Regions from separate parts of the Mus musculus genome. Here all the other regions are linked to region 3. A link is a contact called in public HiCAR-type and promoter capture Hi-C data. All regions are on one chromosome and are shown on one strand. The core of a region is the stretch at or near the end of the contact, and the rest is flanking DNA. Distances in the headings are between cores, read along the strand shown.

Region 1 (2,700 bases), core at 22-2,521, 2.6 Mb before region 3:
CCAGTGTTTAGTACAGTGTATTTTAATCACTAAACTATACATTTTAAAAGTGAGGGGTTGGAGAGATAGCTCAGTGGTTAAGAGCACATATTCCAGGAGACTCCGTACCCACATCAGGCAGCTTATAACACCCTGCCTGCAACTCCAGCGCCAGTGAACCTGACACCTCCTCTGGTCTCCACCAACACCTACGTATATAGACAAACACATAAAGAAAAAAAAGTGGGTCTCTAGAGAGACCTTCTAACCCAACCTACTTTCTACAAATAGGGAAATAGGGACACTAAGCAAGACCTAGAGACTAACCACAATTAGAACCATGGCATTCTTAGATGGAATTTGGCGTTAGGTATCAGCTAGAAGGATCTTATAGGGAGACAAGGTAACTGAAACCTGAGGGAATCCCTACAAAACTGTTAGGTTAACAAAATGGGTCAAAACCCCAGCTCGCTACTTATTATTAGCTGATCTTCCAAAGAGAAAGTCACTTTGAGCTCAAAATCTCCGTTCTCCATCTGTAAAAAGGAAGTAGCATTAAAAAAAAAAAAGTTTTGTTGTTTGCTTTTGAGCCGGGAATCTTATGTACCATAGGCTAGCTTTGAACCCACGACGTACCAGAGACTCATCTTCAACTTCTGATCCTCCTGCCTCCACAGGCAGACGCCGCCAAGCCCGGATATTCGGTGCTGTCGCTCGAACCCTCGGCTTTGTGTTTACTACGTAAACACTACCAACTTAGTTAAATGCCCAGCCCTTAAAAGTGTTTGAGCGCCCAAGTTTTGGGACATGCAAATACGTGCATCATTTTAGCCCGGACACAACAGTAGCTTCCTCTGTGACTTGTCATAGGGCTATTTCTGAGGGTCCCTTCCGGCCCAGGCTAACCTGCTTGCATCACAAAACCTCCCTTGTCCTCCAAGCTCCCCAGTCAGTTCGGCCAAGGAATCGGGTACACCCTAGTCTTGTTCCCACAGGGCGACAGCTCTAGGTGCCACCTTGTGTTAAAGGTTAGGAAGACCCACACAAGAGCGACTCCTCTGAGGCCCGAGAGAGGTTTAATAACTTGCCAGCGATCCCAAGGCGGGTCTGGAACTAGGCTCTCTCCACGGACTCTGTTGTCCCCAAGGTTTGGGCTCTCCATCCCTGCTGCTTTGGTCCACTGGGGCGCAGCTGCAGCTCCAGGCCGAGAGGTGGAGTAAAACACAACTCAAACCACTGAGCCGAATCCAAACACCGACGTGAAAGTCAATCAACCCACACAGCAGCCTTCCCGCCACCGCTTCAGCTACAGATGCCACAGCCAGGGTCCCGCCAATCAAACCCTCTGTCGTCAAGACTCCCCGCCCCACCCACCTTTCCGGACCAATCGCTCGTGTCATACTTACGCTTCCGCCTCCTGCGTCCCTACGCGCCCGGCGCTTCGGCGGAGGAGGTGGGCTCCCTTTTGTACATGCGCACTTGGAGCTTTGGGAAACTCATGCGCGGTTCATTGCGCATGTGCGTTGCTAAGGGTAGCGCAGGTAGCTGAAGTGGTTTGTGGAAAGAAGCCTGTTGCTGCCGAGGCTGGGAGGAGGGGCCCGAAGCGTGAGGGAAACGGCGATGAGGGCCGTGTTGACGTGGAGAGACAAAGCGGAGCAGTGGTGAGGAGCGGGAACTTCGGGGATGGCGGGGAGGCGGCAGGAACCGGCGCATTGCCATGGCAACGGGCCTGCGGCCTGGACCGAGGACTCTGATTCCGTGCCTTCAACTTCCCAATGGAAGAGAAGCTGAGATTCCTGGAGGGGCATAGGGATCATCTGAGGGAGGCTGGAGCAGTTTATACGTCATCATCATCCAATTTCACTTCTCTCTTCTCAAAATTCCTCACCCACCAGTGTTTTCTCAGCTTCCTAACCATCCTCAAAGTGCCCACACTTTTGTTTATCTGACATTCTTTAAATTTCTCCTGTTTTTGTTGGTTTGTTTTTGAGATAGAGCCTCACTTTAAAGCTCTGGTTGGTCTGGAATGCACTATGTTGACCAAGCTGGCGTTGAACTCACAAAGATACATATGCTTCTAGCTCCCCAGTGCCGGGATTAAAAATTTTCGAGCAGGAACAAACAAAACGGTGTGAGTAACTTGCATCTCGGTTCTGAGCATTTCCACCTGAGCTGAGATCTACTGTGTCTGAAACAGGACATTTCCATGTACGGTCAGAGAAACATGTAAGATGCGATCAAGTCAAGACATCTCTTGATTGGGAAGTTTGAGGAGTATTTTCAAAATTAGTACTTAAGAGTGAGCTTAATTTAAAGCTTAATTTTAAATACTGAGGATTAAGGCTTAGTATTTAAGAGCACTTTGGATAAGTTCCAGGACAGTCAAGTCTACACATAGAAACCCTGTCTTTAAAAACAAAAACAAACGAACAAAAAAGAAAAAGAAAAAAATATATAGTAAAAAAAAATATTGGGCTGGAGAGATGGCTCAGAGGTTGAGAGAACTGTCTGCTCTTCAAGCGGTTCTGAGTTCAAGTCTCAGCAACCACATGATGGCTCACAACCATCTATAATGACATCTGGTGCCCTCTTCTGGCCAGCAGGTGTATATGCAGGAAGAATGCTGTATACATGATAAATAAATCTTTAAAAAAAAATCAAAAAGTGTTTTAAAAAGAGAGAATGACAATAGAATGACTCTGTCATCTTAATTAATTTGGT
Region 2 (2,700 bases), core at 179-2,678, 2.2 Mb before region 3:
AAGGAAAATAGCTGATTGGCTTTTTGAACTATAGTTTATGTTGTGTGTTTTGTGCATGCCTCTTATCTACTTATTAACCACAATTCGATCTCTTTGTTAATAACCCTAAAATTTACTTGAAGTGGTTTGTTTCATCCAGGGGTAGTTCTTTATTTTACTTTTTTAAAAAATTTTTTAAAAAGATTTATTTATTATTTATTATATGTAAGTACACTGTAGCTGTCTTCAGACACTCCAGAAGAAGGAGTCAGATCTCGTTACGGATGGTTGTGAGCCACCATGTGGTTGCTGGCATTTGAACTCTGGACCTTTGGAAGAGCAGTCGGGTGCTCTTACCTGCTGAGCCATCTCACCAGCCCCAGGGGTAGTTCTTGCTGCCTTTAATCTGTTATAAGTGTTGGATTATTTTTAAAAATGTTATTGTAGTGCAGGGGATAGAGCTCAAAACCCAGTACGTGTTAGGCAGATGCTGTACGGAACCACAGCATAAGCCCTGGGCCTTTTTATTTAGCATAGCATAGCATAGCATAGCATAGCATAGCATAGCATTAGCATAGCACTAGCATATAGCATTAGCATAGCACCAGCATAGCATTAGCATAGCATTAGCATAGCATTAGCATAGCATGTGTACATGATTTTCATTATTTTTTGTTTGCTGTTTTAAAGAGTTTGTAGAATGGTGCTGTGGTCAGCTTTGTTGGCATGTCATTCTGTGACATGTATGACCTCTCTCGGCACAGCTGTGTGTTTAAGCGCTGATGCTGGTTGGGACCCTGACTAGCCGAGTTTTGACAGTAAACTGTAGTAGTTGTTCAGCAGGTGTCTATGAGCACAGTGGTCGCCGTGCAGCAGGATAGCCAGGGCATGTGTTCTGTCCTGACATCTCAAGGCCCGAGATCCAAACTGAGCAGCAGGTGGTGAAGGTGATCTCAGATGGCATGAAATGTCACGACGAACATTATGTGGGGCAGAGTGGCTGGGTGCAGTGGGACGCTGCTCTCCAGGCCACCCTCAGGACCTCACTGCAGAGCTGCCATTTGCAGATGGCGAGGGTGAGTTTTGCAGAGACCTGGGGGAGTGTCTTGCAGTCCTCAGGGGAGACTGTGCTTGACAGTGCATTTCTATAAATTATTGAACTACTTTAGTTTTAAAAATGCGTTTATTTACAACAAAGAATAAACTGTTTTTGGACTTAACTAGGATGATATATTTGCTACGGAAGCAATTAAACCTTTTCCAAAAAAGAGAGAGAAGGGGAGGACTTTGGAGCCCAACTTATTTGATGATAATATTGATATCTTCGCTGACTTAACTGTAAAACCCAAAGAAAAGTCCAAAAAGAAAGTTGCAGCCAAGTCCATGTTTGATGATGACACAGGTGAGTGTTTATCTAGATCACGCCACTGCTTGGGGGCTGTTTGCTGTCAGTCATGTTGGTCCTTTCCTGCACTTTGTTCCCCAGTAGGTTCTCCTTGCTGTTAGTCTAAGCACATGATATGTAGGTGGACTAGTCATTTTCATGCGGCAGCCATAGGCTATGCTGAGTGAGTATCAAGGTTTAAGACGGTGCTCAGCACTTGACCTGAAGAAGAAATTAACTTCTGCTGTCATCTGACAACACCAATGACTTTCAAAGGAGAGTCTATCAGAAACTTCTTCCATGTGCTATCAGCAGGCCATGAAGCTGGTTGAGTCAGGATTCTAGCTGGACAATGAGGGACAGCAGCCAAGAGACTGGAGGGTCAGTAACAGAGAGCAGGGCTGTGCCGCGAAGTCACAAGTGAGACTCGGCAGCTCCCTGGGTTCCTCTGTGTTTCTGAACACGCTGTACCCACTCCTCAGCTAACAAGCAAGCCAGATGCTGATCTGAACACGCTGTACCCACTCCTCAGCTAACAAGCAAGCCAGATGCTGATAGCTATAAAGTTTGCCTCCTGATACATCCTGTGTTGGTCAACCCAGACTGAAGCCCAAAATACACACGTCCTCTCTTTGTCCCTCCAGGCCTGGGCTTTGAGTTGCAGAGCCACGCTGACTCTGTCTCCCTGGCAGACTTTGGGCTCCGTCCTCACATGTCTGTCTTTACAGCACAGAGTTACAAGAGACTTGGGCTGCTTATTTCCTTTGTTCATTTTCTGACACATGATCTTGCTGTGGCCCTGGCTGCCTGTGCTGTGCACTCCTGATCTTAGCTGGGGTTACAGGCATGACTTTCTTTCATTATTAAATTGTAATACATGCTTATGTGGCAGTCATACGATTTAGAACATTTTGTTAAGTGGAGGGATTAAAGCTTTAAAGCTAGCCAGTGTTAAGTTTGCTGTGCATCCTCTAAGACTGTGATTTACATAGGAATAGTAGTAAGCAAGTGCACCTTTTCTACTTCCAGTCAGTTTAAATGTGTTTGATTTCAGTGTTTTGAGTAATACTGCTTTGTGTTAGCCATTAGCACATTGACAATCTAGATCTCTAGTTTGATATAGATAATGCCATGGTCTTTCATTATGTCTTTACGTACACAGGATGAATTTGATGCAGTAGAACCCTGCTGATAAAATTACGTGGTAAGCAGCAGAGCATAGCTAAGCTGAGTCTGAAGCACTAATATGAGTGGAACCAGACTCCATTCTTACCACTGAGATGTGCGCTCTGAGCGCATCCTATATTGGATTTCTGTTTGTACATTCTTACTCTTCT
Region 3 (2,700 bases), core at 165-2,664:
AACTGCTGGCTATATATTATTATCTCCCTAAATACAGTTATTTTAGTATTTTACATTAAAAGTATTGGGGGGGAACCACCAACACTTTAACTGCCATGGAGATATGCAAAGTTTAGGAGATTTTTTTGTGTGTGATCTAAATTGTGTAAATTCTTCTTCTTGGACAAGAAAGAAAGAAGGACAGAAAGAAAGAAAACAAAGAAAAAAGTGGGGAAAGGCAAAGGGCAGGTGTTAGAGGGAAAATGTTTCTTTGACAGAGCTCTGACATTTTAGGAAAAGCCATACGGCATGCCTACTATGGCATGCCTACGTCCTTCAGACCTGAGTTAAGACTCACAAGGCAAATGCCATCTGGGAGAGGCTCCCAGTACTTAAGGGAAGACCCACTAACCCCAGGTAAACACACCTGTGAAAGGACCTCGCCATCCGCACAGCTGACTGCACTGCGAAAGCTTTGGGGTTTCTCTTCCGGGCATCCTCTTCATCTCCAAGCTGTAGGTCTTGCAGGTGCCGTTTCTTTTTCTTCTCAGCTTTAGGCCCACTGTGCTTCTTCCTATGTTTCTTGTGGTCCTTGGTCTCCATGGTGGCTATTTATCTACTACAAATAAGTCTTACCTACACGGAACAGGGAGGACGGTGGTGGTAATCAATTATAATCAGGGTAACACAGGAGGGCAGTAATTTAATTTACTTAAGTGCTGATGTATTTGTTCATTGAATGGAGGTAGAAAATGTTTAGCCAGTATCTTCAAATTCACGTCCCTTTCTTACGCCATAAAGTATAAGAGTTAGCAGCACCAACACTATCCTTCTTATGTTTTATGTTGAAGCCATTTCGACAGTGCTCATTTTTTGTAATGACAGAAATACATCCTACCTGCTGTTCTCAGTACAGAAGCCTTGTGAACTACACGTGGTTACAGAGAATTTCAAGCGTACCTTCGGAAACTGAAAACTATCTTAAGTTTAAATTAATTTTAAACTTAGTCGCACGTGACTAGTGCCTACTATTCTAGGTAGCTTAGGCTGAAGTGTCCTTTTAACTTAAAACGAAAACAAACATACAAGTTTAAGACATCCGAACAGTGCTGAGCAGACTCGCCTCTCAGCTCCTGGAGGAAGCACATTTTCCCCTCCCGGTGATCTATTTTTGCTGGGAGAAGAACACGCAGCCGAGCTGGGCAGGAGCCCTCCCTGCTCGAGTGACCCGCTCCCCATCCAGCACTGCACGAACCCACGCCCTCCACACTCCCGGGAGCACCTCTCCGGCGGCCGAGAAACTTGCCTTCCAGCCCAGACGCAGCCTGGGAGCAGCCTGTCGGGAGGTCGAGGACCGACCGAACCGGGAAGCCGACGGGGCTCGCGAAAGCACTCGGACTCACGGCAGCAACCGCTCCAGCCCGCAAGCACGACGCCGGAAGCGGAAACTGTCCTTCTGCTTGTACCCGTCGGAGGGAAACGAGCAAAGAAGAGGGGAAAAAAAGGAACCCGTGGACGGACGACTTTCAGGGGAAAGCCGGAAGTAAGCTCTGGGTTGGCTGAGGGTTGCGCAAGCGCACTTTCAGATTTCGCACGGACTGCCCTCTCCTTCGGGTCCCAGCCACTCTGAGAGTCGGGCTCTCAGCCAGCGCGACCTGGCTTCAGAGGATCCGCGCGGCGCTGGGCCCTGGCCCGCTTATTTGAGTAGCAGAGGAACGCTGGAAGGACGCCCGAGTCATCGCCAGTCCCAACTTGAAAGCTGTGAATTCCGCCGCCCCATCCGCTAGGCTACCGCTCCCTGTCACCGCTGCCAGAGCTGTCCTCACGGGTTTTCAGCGCTCTGCTGCCCTCTTGTGCCAGGACCGACGGGCTGAGGGCAGGGTGCTCCTCTGTGCTCCTGGAGAGGGCGTTTTCTTCAGAAAACGTCTTAGCTTGCCATTTTGTGTGCATGTGTGGCTATGTGTGTCGTGTGTCTTGTGTCTCTGTGCTCAGCCTTGCATCCCCAGGACTCAGTCCAGTCCTGGGGAATAGCCCTCAAACCCCCAGTCCCGGTTATTTGCTACAGTTATGCTGGACTCAAAACTGAGCTCATCTCAAGGAGAATAAGAAGTAGGGTTTTTTCCTTGCGCCAAATAAGAGTGACTGCGGCCTGGGAATACGGATTCAGGTTCCCACAAAATAGCATGTTCATGCAAAACACAGCTCTCACCTCAATGAGCCAAGAACATGGGTTCAGTTGCCTCAAAGTCTCCCATTTTGTACCTTTTAATAGCACACCAACACAAAACAGCTCTAAAGGTTCATATGGAAATTATGAAACAAAATCAAAGGTTTAGCAAATGATAGTTTGTGAGGTTGGCCCTCCTATTTCTCTCTCCCCATCCTTTGACTATCATTCCAGTGACCATCATTCTAGCCTTTCTGCACATTCCAGAGCAACGCCCCAATTTCTGCAGGAAGTAGTTATAGAAAAGACTACATTGCCCTTTATCATCAACAAAAGGATTGGAATGTAAGATCGCAAACTGAGGACAAATGGCTGACAGAGGTGTCTATTGAACAAGTCAAACAGCCCTCAGTCCCAACCTGTGACAGGGTCATCCTGCCTGGCAACTATCCCCCTAGCTGAACCACCAAATGAGGCCTATGAGAAATTTCTCATACAGTCCAACGCTGGAAGAACTCAGGGCAGACACCATAGTGCTTGCTAACTCACTCATT

The links. Promoter capture Hi-C pulls out the DNA fragments that hold promoters and counts their contacts. HiCAR-type assays count read pairs that join an accessible place to other places.
Region 1: a contact with region 3 is called in a HiCAR-type map of astrocytes, with 3 times the contacts expected there. The contact joins the promoter of Mbd4 here to the promoter of Bms1 in region 3. A contact is called at or near these places in 2 of 39 promoter capture datasets (the 3T3-L1 cell line and cranial neural crest) and 1 of 115 datasets of contacts at active chromatin or transcription factors (astrocytes).
Region 2: a promoter capture Hi-C map of liver shows a contact between it and region 3, with 9 times the contacts expected there. The contact joins the enhancer-like site here to the promoter of Bms1 in region 3. A contact is called at or near these places in 5 of 39 promoter capture datasets (cranial neural crest, embryonic stem cells, hippocampal neurons and 2 more), 1 of 484 Hi-C or Micro-C datasets (cortical neurons) and 2 of 115 datasets of contacts at active chromatin or transcription factors (astrocytes and embryonic stem cells).

What each region holds. Positions count from the first base shown.
Region 1 is chr6:115,852,070-115,854,769 of GRCm38.p6, forward strand. Mbd4 (methyl-CpG binding domain protein 4) reads right to left here and starts at 1,272. Exons shown (of 8, transcript NM_010774.2): 1 at 1,068-1,272. The coding sequence starts at 1,141. Ift122 (intraflagellar transport 122) reads left to right here and starts at 1,459. Exons shown (of 29, transcript NM_001167763.1): 1 at 1,459-1,640. The coding sequence starts at 1,600.
Region 2 is chr6:116,259,288-116,261,987 of GRCm38.p6, forward strand. Washc2 (WASH complex subunit 2`) reads left to right here. Exons shown (of 31, transcript NM_026585.3): 30 at 1,204-1,381. Among named protein-coding and RNA genes, the nearest start is that of Zfand4, 3.6 kb to the right of the region's middle. Within about 2 kb of position 1,429, at least 5 of the 459 cell types and tissues checked have an H3K27ac peak or open chromatin away from gene starts, as enhancers often do. A contact at or near this core is called in liver, where this site is marked.
Region 3 is chr6:118,418,003-118,420,702 of GRCm38.p6, forward strand. It overlaps Bms1 (BMS1, ribosome biogenesis factor), which reads right to left and starts at 1,415. Exons shown (of 23, transcript NM_194339.1): 1 at 1,286-1,415; 2 at 407-615. The coding sequence starts at 582.